Regions from separate parts of the Mus musculus genome. Here region 2 is linked to region 1. Evidence: chromatin contacts called from public promoter capture Hi-C data. All regions are on one chromosome and are shown on one strand. Each heading gives the region's core, a stretch centred on a gene start, on an enhancer-like site or on the middle of the called end of the contact. The rest is flanking DNA. Distances are from core to core; before and after follow the strand shown. Region 1 holds the start of Rfx8 (regulatory factor X 8). Region 2 holds the start of Il1r1 (interleukin 1 receptor, type I).

Evidence for each region. Promoter capture Hi-C pulls out the DNA fragments that hold promoters and counts their contacts.
Region 2: a promoter capture Hi-C map of embryonic stem cells shows a contact between it and region 1, with 2.1 times the contacts expected there. The contact joins the promoter of Il1r1 here to the promoter of Rfx8 in region 1. A contact is called at or near these places in 4 of 39 promoter capture datasets (the 3T3-L1 cell line, HPC-7-derived erythroid cells and embryonic stem cells) and 1 of 115 datasets of contacts at active chromatin or transcription factors (pancreatic cancer cells).

Annotation. Positions count from the first base shown.
Region 1 is chr1:39,716,841-39,722,758 of GRCm38.p6, forward strand. It overlaps Rfx8 (regulatory factor X 8), which reads right to left and starts at 4,149. Exons shown (of 15, transcript NM_001145660.1): 1 at 4,038-4,149; 2 at 1,578-1,701. The coding sequence starts at 4,102.
Region 2 is chr1:40,262,958-40,268,855 of GRCm38.p6, forward strand. Il1r1 (interleukin 1 receptor, type I) reads left to right here and starts at 3,629. Exons shown (of 11, transcript NM_001123382.1): 1 at 3,629-3,924.

The DNA.
Region 1 (5,918 bases), core at 2,899-5,398:
TTCATCAGCCTGCATTCTGTGGTCGGACTACAGACCTGGCATGGGCTGTGTCTGTCCAGAGGCAATGCCACGCTCCCCTTGGCACCAACGTACTTGCTTGGTCCTCACTTAGCTTCAGACAGGGCACACAGCTCTCTGATGAAGTTTACAGCCAAGGTAAGGTGCTTAGAAGGCGCTTGTGCCCGATGGGCATCACTCAGACCAGGTGACCTCCAGTGACTCTGTACACTGTGTTTTGTTTTGTTTTGTTTTTAATTCTGTTTTGTTTTATTTCGGTGGAGTCAACAAGTGGCTGTAACTCTGCACCTGGTTCAGGAGGTTAGCTCTGCTAACCATGCATCGTGGCCAGCCGTGGGACCCTTGGCTTTAATAATTCTGGGTTTATTTTGCTAAGCATAAAACAACACAATGCTATCTGCCTCAGCCTGGCAGCCCGGACAGTTAAGAATCCAGCTTCAGAGAGGGCTGGACCCCAGCAGCTAAAGCAGGGCCTACCATTAAGGAGCTGCTCCTAGGAGCTGTTGAACCAAGAGGGTCTCAGACTGTCACTTGGTCGTGTATCAAGTGTTCTCAGGTGAAGTTCTCAGATGTGAGTGCCAACTTCCGAAGCCAATGAGATCTCTAAATCCCAATGAGCTGCAGAGAGCATCAATCCTTGGGTATCATGAGTGGCTCAGAGCTGTGTTCTGAGAGCTTTGACAGTTCTGTGCAGAAGTAAGGGTCCAGCAAACCGGGTCTTTGCGGGGAGTGTTGGGGTTGCCATGGAAACAAAACTGCAGCTTCCCCCTAACCACTGTAAAGTGTGGAGACCCCCCAACCCACTATAAAGTGTGGGGACCCCAACCCACTGTAAAGTGTGGAAAGGCAAAGTGGATTTTTCAATACAAACAACTAGCTGCTCCTGAGGACAAAGCCACTGTACCCGCTTGTATTGGCTAGTTTTGTGTCAACTTGACACAGCTGGAGTTATCACAGAGAAAGGAGCTTCAGTTGAGGAAATGCCTCCATGAGATCCAGCTGTAAGGCATTTTCTCAATTAGTGATCAAGGGGGAAAGGCCCCTTGTGGGTGGGACCATCTCTGGGCTGGTAGTCTTGGTTCTATAAGAGAGCAGGCTGAGCAAGCCAGTAAAGAACATCCCTCCATGGCCTCTGTATCAGCTCCTGCTCCCTGACCTGCTTGAGTTCCAGTCCTGACTTCTTTCAGTGATGAACAGCAATGTGGAAATGTAAGCCGAATAAACCCTTTCCTCCCCAACTTGCTTCTTGGTCATGATGTTTGTGCAGGAATAGAAATCCTGACTAAGACACCGCTGAAACCTCATTAGACCCAAACACACTTTAGACTTTCCTCAGAGAGTCAGCAGTCCGTAAGGCTTTACCATCAGCGACACTAGCTAGCTCAGTCTGTGTTTGGCCAATGGCATAAGCTAGCATTACTCAGCATGTATCTCCACCCGTCCCACCTGGGGCTGTAACATTGAAAGAAAAAAAAAAAAAACAAAAACAAACCCTCCAAAAACCCAATGAGAAACAAAACAGCTCAGCAAGCATAGACTTGTCACATCTCCACACTTACCTTCCCAAATGTCGCTGGGTTGACTTGGTTCTGAGCACTCTGCCCACAGGTCTCGACATAAATCTCATACATGAGACATCGGGGCACGCTGAACCCTTCACAGATGCAGAAATTGTCAACCAGCCTGCAAGGGGGGCGGAGGGGTGGGAGAAACAGGACATTGGTGGCTATTTTTCCCTGAAGTAAGGATGTTCTGACAGAACTCATGACTAGACATGGGTGTGTCCAACCAACCAACCTCTGTCTAGGTGACTGAATGGAACTGTAGAAGCTCACAGGCAGAAGACAATGATCTCTTTTATCCTGGGGTCAGGGTTAGGAATACAGACTATGGGTTTTCAGTTGTCAACCTTGGAGAAGAATCTGCATGCTAAAAAGAAGTAGCTACTGTCTGATGGACCGTTTAGGAGCTGCAGCCGAGATTTATGTTAACCACAGGGTAGAGAGAATGATGTGCCTGGTAAATTAAAATAATACCACAGTGGACTGTGAAGGAGTCCAGGCAGGTAGGATGGTGTGGATGTTGACTGGTCCCTGAGCCCCACAGGCTGACTGACAGCCTGACTTCTCTTCCTTATGGTGGAGCCTTTAGAAGGTGGAACTGGTTAAGGAAGTAAACGACTCGGGGTGGGCCTTTGATGGGGATTATTCTACCTGGGGTCCCCTCCTCTCGGATTTAAGGCTGCCATTAGCAGTACGGCTGCCTAAGATATTCTCCACAATGCTCTGTCCTGCTGCAGACACAGGAACAGTGGGGCGGGTTGAGGACCGAAAATTCTGGAGGAGCTATTGGTTAAACCATTTTCTTTATTAACCTGATTTTTTTTTTCAGCGATTGCCATTTTTATCTCTCCCATCATAATGTAAACAGAAGCAAGAAAGTCACGGGCATGGCGGCAGCACACTGCCCCCCAGGGAGCCAGTCCCAAGGGAAACCTGCTCTGCTAAGCCTGACCTCTATTGCATGCGGCTCTGAGGAGAGGGTGTGAGGCAGGTGACCACCACAGGTGACTCTGGTTAAGGGGCTGCCATTGTGCCACCAAAATGCCCCTGTGCTTTACCTGAGATTAGATGCCAAGGCCTGACCCGGGGTCTGCGTCTACACTATTGTGTCCAGGCTTGTGCTCCCTCGTCTGACCATGTCTCTTCCTGTCTCTGACTTGGAGACCTTACTTCTGTTCCCCCAGACTGGCCAACATCCTGACCTTTCTCCCAGGGACAATTTATCATGTTCAGATGACAGTGGTAATCATGGCCCAGATAGGACCCCACCTGACTGATCGTTGTCCCTTCTAACAAGGCACTGACTGGAAAACAGGGAGTGATGTAATCCATAAACAGGGCCCTTCTTCCACAGGACATCTGGGGCCTCTCCCTACTCTCTCTTGAGCTGCCTCCCATGGTTCCTCCAGCTCTAGCCACTGCTGCCCCCATTCTGGGCAGCCTGATATCTTTGTTCCAGGATTCTATCTTAGACACTGGGGCAGTGGTTTGAATGCCAGTGTTAGGAGAATTGAAGTCTTTTGGTTTTCTCAGTTCTGAAGAACCTATGGCAAAAGGAAATCTGGCCACAGTACCTGACCTAAAGAGGATGCCCAAGTAGTTTAAACTTTGTAATCATTCTTTCACTTCTCTGTAGCAAAAGTCTCTGTAGCAGTGGTGAGCTGAAGTAGCTAATTAAGGCACCGAACTGACTCTTTTGCTAAGAAGGCAGGCAAGGGGGTCTGACTACATTTTTTTTTCCTCTCGCAAGATAAGATGGGCAATAAATTCTCTTTTGGAACAAAGTAGTAACTATAATCATAAACATATTCTTCTCTTTTTTAAAAACTACTTCTTCCTCAGGTGACTCTTAAAAAAAAAAGTTTCCCCTGAGAAATATTTCTTAAAGCTCACACAAAGAAAAATGTATGCTGATATATAATAGTCACCTTATAAAGCTACAGTCTGAGGACTGGCTTTAATTATTTTCCTATTTATAAAGAGCCACAGACTCTTTTGAGTTCAGGCCCATGAGCTGAGGGTATTTTTTTTTTTTATAGTTTTCCTCTCCTCTATTGAAATAGCCAAGAAATGACTTTCACAAGTAATACGTAGTGCATTGTTGAAGCTAAACGTTGTTTTAAGTTAAGACACTTCCATTCTAGAGCTCTTGCCAGGAGGAAAACAACAACAACAACAACACGCTTCCTCCAAGGCCAAGGCCTGCCAGTGTTTCAGTAACAGGGCTTCGCTCTGGTTGGAACAGGCTGGATTGCTCCCCCACGGGAAGTGGGACCCACCGGGACAGCTAGGTGGAAAACCAGCACCACACCGGGTGCAGATACGAAGACCTTGTGTGTGTGTGTGTGTGTTCCCTCGTTCTCCGCCAGGGTCTCCTGAACCAGGGGTGCTCCTCTCCCGTCCTCCGGGGCTCCCCACCTGCCGGCAGCGCCCGTATCTCCCTGTCCTGACACTCACCATTGAATGATACCCCGGTGCAGGCCCAGGCCACTCGCAGGAGAGGCCGGCACCGCCTCCGCCATGCCTCGCCCAGCGGGCAGCGAGCGGGGCACCGGTCCTCTCCGCCGTGTTTACTTTAGAGCGGGGGCGCGCGGGGGGCGCGTGCAGCTGGGGGGTGGGAGGGGGGATGCTGGGCCCACGCCTTGCACCCAGAGGTGCGGGTTGGGGTCTCTTCCCCGCCCACCGCCACCAAAGGTCGGAGAGGCACCTCCCATGTCGTTCCCCATCCCCCATGCTGCCGCCCTTCCCCTCTCTGGCCAACGTTGGGCTAACGGATCAAACCAGGGAACAGAGAAAAGCTCAGGCATAAACTTTCGGCCAGGTCGGTGGCAGTGTTTGATCACCAAGGGTCTGTAACTGGACAGCACTTGAGAATTATTTGATTATTTCCGCACTTTGAAAAATACTGATGATCAGCTAACACCTCCTTTCCCAAAGGGTTCAGTATAACGGGCCCGGGTGGTGGTGGGACATGGGGAGGGGAGTTGGCCCGGGAAAAGCCCTTCTCTGGACAAGAGGCTGTGTTCCAGGTGACCTAGATGGTGAAAATAGAATCCCAGGGAGAGGGGCCAACGTGCAGCTTCCGGTGGCTGCTGCTGCAGACCGATCCCTCCAAGCCTGCAGGGACAGCTGTCTCAGAAGCTCACACCTTTCATGGGGAAATAGGCTATTGTATCCAGTGCTACTGGACAGGCGTGGCACACTTTTAAGACTCCGACCATAGGGATGTGACATTGGCTGCTCACTGGTTACAAGTCTCAGAAGGATGTCTCAATCTCGATGAAAAAAAAAAACATACTTGCCAATCATAATAACACAACATCAAAGTTCAACTTATAAACGAGTGAAGGGCATGAACAGGCCGTTCTCCAGAGATGACACACAGCTGTCCACAAAGTTCCTGCTCGATTCTAGACGACAAGGAGACGCAAGCCCAGGCTGAACCCATTAGAATGACTTTTTTGTTTTTGTTTTTTAAAAAAGATTTATCTATTTATCTATCTATCTATCTATCTACTTATTTTTTTTTAATTTTTTATTAGGTATTTAGCTCATTTACATTTCCAATGCTATACCATAAGTCCCCCATACCTACCCACCCCCACTCCGCTACCCACCCACTCCCCCTTTTTGGCCCTGTACTGGGGCATATAAAATTTGCGTGTCCAATGGGCCTCTCTTTCCAGTGATGGCCGACTAGGCCATCTTTTGATACATATGCAGCTAGAGTCAAGAGCTCCGGGGTACTGGTTAGTTCATAATGTTGATCCACCTATAGGGTTGCAGATCCCTTTAGCTCCTTGGGTACTTTCTCTAGCTCCTCCATTGGGAGCCCTGTGATCCATCCATTAGCTGACTGTGAGCATCCACTTTTGTGTTTGCTAGGCCCCGGCATAGTCTCACAAGAGACAGCTACATCTGGGTCCTTTCGATAAAATCTTGCTAGTGTGTGCAATGGTGTCAGCGTTTGGATGCTGATTATGGGGTGGATCCCTGGATATGGCAGTCTCTACATGGTCCATCCTTTCATCTCAGCTCCAAACTTTGTCTCTGTAACTCCTTCCAAGGGTGTTTTGTTCCCACATCTAAGGAGGGGCATAGTGTCCACACTTCAGTCTTCATTTTTCTTGAGTTTCATGTGTTTAGGAAATTGTATCTTATATCTTGGGTATACTAGATTTTGGGCTAATATCCACTTATCAGTGAGTACATATTGTGTGAGTTCCTTTGTGAATGTGTTACCTCACTCAGGATGATGCCCTCCAGGTCCATCCATTTGGCTAGGAATTTCATAAATTCATTCTTTTTAATAGCTGAGTAGTACTCCATTGTGTAGAT
Region 2 (5,898 bases), core at 2,379-4,878, 550 kb after region 1:
TATGAAGGAAGTTAAAACAAAACGCTTCATTGCTCTGATGATGTCTGCTATTCATTCTTGTCAGCTGTCACTGCCAGTTCACTTGTGGCTTTCTGCTCGGTAAAGGGCTCAAGACAAAACAAAAACAAAAACAAAAACAAAAATAGAAACAAGAAACCAAAGGCCAACCTCATAGAACATTGACTAGGAAAGGTCCTCTCAGAAGCCCCCGAAGAATGGCTTAGAGAAAGGGGGAATGTGGAACCGATTTAAACTGAGATGTGGCAGAGAGACCAGACACGGGTTCAAAGGTCCCTGTTTGGAGGTCGGTAGATGGAAAATGTGTGACGGGAGCAGAGGAACTGGGCTGTGCAAGGAAGCCCATCTGGGACAGTGGTTTCCAGTCTGTGCTGCGGTTCTGAGACAGGTTACTGGAAGTTCCACAAATAGCCAAAATAGGTATAGCAAGTTCAGAATCGCAGAGGACCTGCCTGTCAAAACAGAATGGTCTATAACTGCCTGTGCATTTCTATGTATGTTCCTTATGAATTCTTTCTCTTTGGTGATGGAAAAAAAAAAAGAAGTCTGATTCAGAGCTGTTTCGTGTTTACTGATTTAAGACCCAGGATCTTTGCCAGTCACAATACACTCTTCACTATTCTCCCCCATCTGGTTCTAACTGGAAATCTTTGGGGGTCGTGAAGATGAGGGAGATTACCAGTTGCCTGATCTCCAGGGAGGATTGCTGAGCCACAACTCATCCTGTGGTCTTAAAAACTGTACCGGAGCCCAGTGTTATATCCTTCGAGACTCATTTTCTGTGGCTTCTTGTAGTCTTTGGCTCTTTAGTCCCTGGCTCCTTTGGAACAGCTGGAGACTCTTGGATGCTTTACTGAGCACTAGGCTCTCTTGGGCTCAGGCCACATTGGACACCAAACTTTGTTATGACAGTGATGGAATCCAGGGCTGTCAACAGCGTGCGGCAGCAGGGTTAGCAGTGTGTCTTGTGCTAAAACATGTGAACACACTCAGAACATTTGTGTGGCGCTGGGAACTGAGCAGAGTACCCTGGAAGTGGCCAACTGTAGCTTACACGGATGCCAGGTGATCAGCCGAGTAAAGCGGCCACACATAAGTTCCCTCAAGAAAGGAAGCCAAAGGAAAGGACACAGAGGGGAAACAACCTGTGTGTCTGAGGAGGCAACACCTAGGCCCTGGGTAAAACCCTGGGGATCCTAAGGTGAGGAGGGGGATACGTACATCTTATCACTTGGAATGGGAATCTGAGAGCTCCACCTGCAAGTGGAGGCCCATGTGTCTCCAGGTCATGTAGGGTATAGGTAGGGGATGGGTTAGTATTTAAAAAGAAGAAAGCCATACGGTGTACGTCTTGTTTCTTGGAAGGCTGAATAGGTAGGTCATAAGAACCCAGGACTTGAAGGCTACCCTAGGCAACACAGTGAGACTCTGTAAATGGATCTTATTTCTACATTATTACAAAGATCAATTTTGCTACTTGTAAACTGCTTTCAAATCTTTTAGTATTTGTGTCCAGGCAAGTTTATGTTCACCAATATAAGGCCTCCAAATTGCTGCTTCATACACATGTTTATTTTGTTTGTGGCAGTCAGGATAAAACTCTTGGCCTGGTACACGCTAGGCAAGTGCTCTATCACCAAGTGACAGTGTCAAGTTAGGCTCATGTGCTTTTAGCATTCAATACACTGGAACTTCTAATAGGACTACTGCATGGTCCTTCTCCAATGCTCCTGGATCTGGTCCTTTAAAAACGTCTAAGTCAGCATGCAGCTGCTGGTGTGTCCATCGGCATGCAGACATGAGCATAGCTATCTTTGATGCTGTCCCATTCACCGTCAAATCATGAACCAGCCTGGGAGCCTTTTGATGGATAAATGGATAAAGGAAGTGTAGCATATACATTAAATAGAGTATTATTTAGTTCTAAGGAATTAAATACAGCCGATATTAAATCCCACCTTTTTAGGACAGTGCATAGACCTGCTAATAATTGTGTAAAGTAATGACCTAGAATGGAGACTGTTAGAGATGAAGAAGCAGGAGGGGGATAATAGGGGTGGATATGATCAAACTGTATGGGTGTTCGAAATGCCACTTCTAACCTGTGCATAATCACGTCTCATAATCACTGCTCATGGTTAATAGGCAGTAAGACAAGGCACGCAGATGGGGACTACCACAGTATACACCTGTCCAGACAGCCTTGAGACTTGGTCTGTCTGCATCATGATGAGAGCTGTGCAGCAGAGTCGCCTGGAAGCTTTGAAAAACCCCGACACCAGGCAGCCCTCAGTGACTATGACATGGCAATTCTGGCTTCTAAGGGGGTCAAATCTTCTGTGGATGTGAGTTAGAAGTACTCAAGGCTGTGAGAACAGCCTCTGGAATACAGACCCATGGGACAGGGCTAGGGCAGGGTTAGGGATAAGGCACCAGTTCCTTGCCAGACTTAAGCCTGCCTTTCGGAGGCAAAGGAGCAGTCCAAACCTTTGGAAATGAGTGAGGACCTTCTGCCCTGCTAGGCCACAGGTGGCATCTATGATATACCATTGATGCTGCCCCTTTAAGCTTTCTACCATCTCAGAGTTTCCCCCGGGGTTACTTCAACCTTGGGTTTCTAGGCTGCATACGCGAATAAGGCAGGAAATTCAAGGCCTGTCCACGCTGGAAGGCATGCAGGAAATGGCCATGTGCTCTATCTAGAGGTATTAAGCAATCACTGTTTCTTTGCAGTTGTATTGCAGGGTGGTGCATTATATGTGGAAGAAGCTGGGGGGTGAGGGTAGGGAGCACGGAATGGTTGGTGCTATTTCCAGGACCACAATGTCCTCCTTGCACCCTGTCCTAAAATTTGGCTATTCTTGATTTTTTTTTTCATGTGCTTTCTGAGAACTCTGGAATTCTCCTTTGCAGAGCAAATCCTACAATTAATTGGGATATGATAAGGGGACCTGTTTTTCAGCCTGGTGGACAGCAGTAAAGCAACCAAGTAAAAAGCCTATGAACTATCAACTCTTCACCAGAGCTCTTTAACTCCTCCTACCTATAAAGGCTGCGGGCCTTTATACCAAAAGAGGAAATCAAGGTATTGCAAACTTAATGACTCGGCTAAGTGCTCAAAGCCAGTTCGAGGCACACAGTACTGGGCTCCAGTTGTGCTGAGCACAGAACTGTGTTTTCCTCAGGATCTGATACCCCATGGGTCACCAGCTCGGTTCTTGTTAGGTGGCACAATCTGGTTGCGATGTAGACGTGAGTTGACCCATCTAATTTTGGTTTGGGTGGGAACACAGAGGCTGCTCAGAGGAGCCAAGCCATCTGGGAATCAGAGCCATTCTTCCTGGAATCTGGGACATCTGGCAAGGATGCAGGGATTTTGGAATGCCCCCAAGGAGATGCAGTGACCCTCCAAATGCCCCCAAGGAGATGCAGAGACCCTCCATTGCCTCCACCCCCGGAGGGATACAGAGACCCTGGAATGTTCTGCGTGGATGTAGATATTCTGGGATGTGGGGCAGAAACTCCACAACCCAACCTATCCGGCTCCCAGGGCGGGGCATTGGCACTGGGCCAGCTAGCTCCGAGCCCGAGGCTGAGGACGCTGGCCTGCAGTCTCCGCCCGCTGCACGCCCCCGCGGGCGGCTCAGAGTGGGAGCAGCGTGCTGCTCAGAAGGTCTTAGCTGGTGCGGGGTTCCAGGAGCCGCCTGGGAGCGCGGCGCCCACCTAGAAGGGCGGGAGCCCAGCTGGTGCCCGCCTGCCCCAGAGCGGAAGGAATGTGACCCCCGAGCGAGCGCGGAGCAGCCCTTGAGCGGCTCCCAGGGCTCCGGTTGCTCCCGGCCTGAACGGGTTTAGTTCGGAGCTGCTGGATTGTTGAACATCGCCACTGGGGCACCCGGGCACGCCCAGGTAGGAGAAAACTAGAGAGTTCCTGAAATAGGGTCGCAAGGCCTCAGAGCTGCCTTGACCCAGACAAATGCCTTTCTTAAGTTACTCCCAGTAGCCAGCAGGTCAGCGTTCTCTGTGGATGTAGGATAAAGGTAGTGACAGTTTAGTCCTCCCCCTTTCTGGTGTGTGTGTGTGTGTGTGTGTGTGTGTGTGTTGGGAACTTGCCCAACTCTTTAAGTTTGCTCTAGGTAGATGAGTCTCCCTTGAGTAAATTGCTCCCAGGCCTTGAAATTGGGCCAAATGCAACTAACTTGTTCAGGAGTGTCCCTCTTAGAGGTTTGGGCTCAGAAGAGAGGTCTTAATGAGGCAAGAAGTGGATTCCTTAATGCCCCTGATGAGATGTCTCCTCTCTCCAGACAGGTCGATACTGGGGAATGTAGATGCATTATTTACAAAACCACACAGCACTTGGCTGTTTATAGGGCCCCTTATTCTTACCGCCCTTTCTCCTCCCAGAAGTCCTGTAGGTGAGATGCCAAGGTCACCTTGCTTTATATCAGAAGCTTAGCGGCTATCTTTTCTGAGGATTGGCACCCTCTGAGCTTCAGATCCCCTTGGGGAGACCGGGTGAGTGAGAGCGGCTGCCAGGGAAGGCAGGTAGACTCATCTTCCCACCAGGCTAGCTCTCTGTACTGCTTCCGATGTTCACCAGCTGGGAGCATCCCATCTTTCTGACCCCAAGGAACAGCCTAGGAACTGAGACAACAGAATCTAATCAGTTGGGCTACTTGGGCCATGATAAAGAAGAGATGAAGTCTATCTGTCATTGGAATTGGTGCCCGAGTCATCCTCACTTAATAGTAGTCTTCTGGGTGGTGGATATCCCACATGGAATCCCATGGCTGTGAGCTCCAGGAGCTGGTGCTGGTGACAAGTACTACCTCTTCCCCCTCTTAACTTACCAAGCAGCTGCTGGCATCCTTTTCTATTTTGATCTCTTCTAATTTCTTAATATCCTACCCATTATCTAATTTAATTATATATACACACATCTTAAACTAGCTTCTGACCTAAGTGGAAACATCGTGGGCTGGCTCCCATTCTGGTGCATAGTATTTACTTGCCAGTAGGCTCAGTCTTGGGTGGCCATTTGTTCTAAATTCTCACACAGCCTTGGCTCTGCTGAAGCCCCATGCTGTGATGTGGCAGGAGAGTGCTCTTCCTACTCCCGAGGCTTGTAACATGTAACATCTTCCGCTGAATCTCCATCCCAGTGAGACCGCTTAGCATTAGCTTTCCTCATTCTACCAAACCAATAGTCACTGAACGCGACTATGTCCCAGGCACTGGGGGAAGTATGAGGGAAAGTGAAGGAACTAAATGAAAATCCCCGTCTTCTCATGCATAGGCCCTCTTGGCAAGTCATAGACTACCAGAAGGCTCCCCCCCCCCCGCCCCCCAGAAGAGTACTTTGAAATTTACCTCTTTGCAAAGCCTGTGGGTCTGGCTGCCCTGTAGGACACAGTAGAGAGGGCGGGGAGACAGTAGTCATACATGTAGCTCAGTGGTTTTCTAAGGAAGAGCAGGGATTCTGAGATATACTCGCAGGCCAGCTGTGCAAGAGAACCAGGATGGATTGGAAACCTGCGGATGGGAGGGACCAGCAGGGAGTGTCTACTCACCTGCAGTCAGAGATACTATAGAGGGAACAGCTTGTTGGTGAGCCAGGCCATTGCAGTGGGACAGCCATTGCATACAGTACGGGGAAGAGCATAGATCCTCAAGAGTCTGAGTCTGTACGGTGGATCTATTGTGAACCTGCCACTTCAAAGCAGAGAGGTTATCAGGACCCTGACTCATTGGCCATGACCTGCCCCGTGTGTTGTTCTTAAATGTGCTGGCACTTGATCTGCATCTCCCTCTCTCTGTGGTTGCGGCATGGTTAGTGCTACAGGAGAAGGACCTGCAGAGTTAGCAACCTCACTCTCCTCTGCT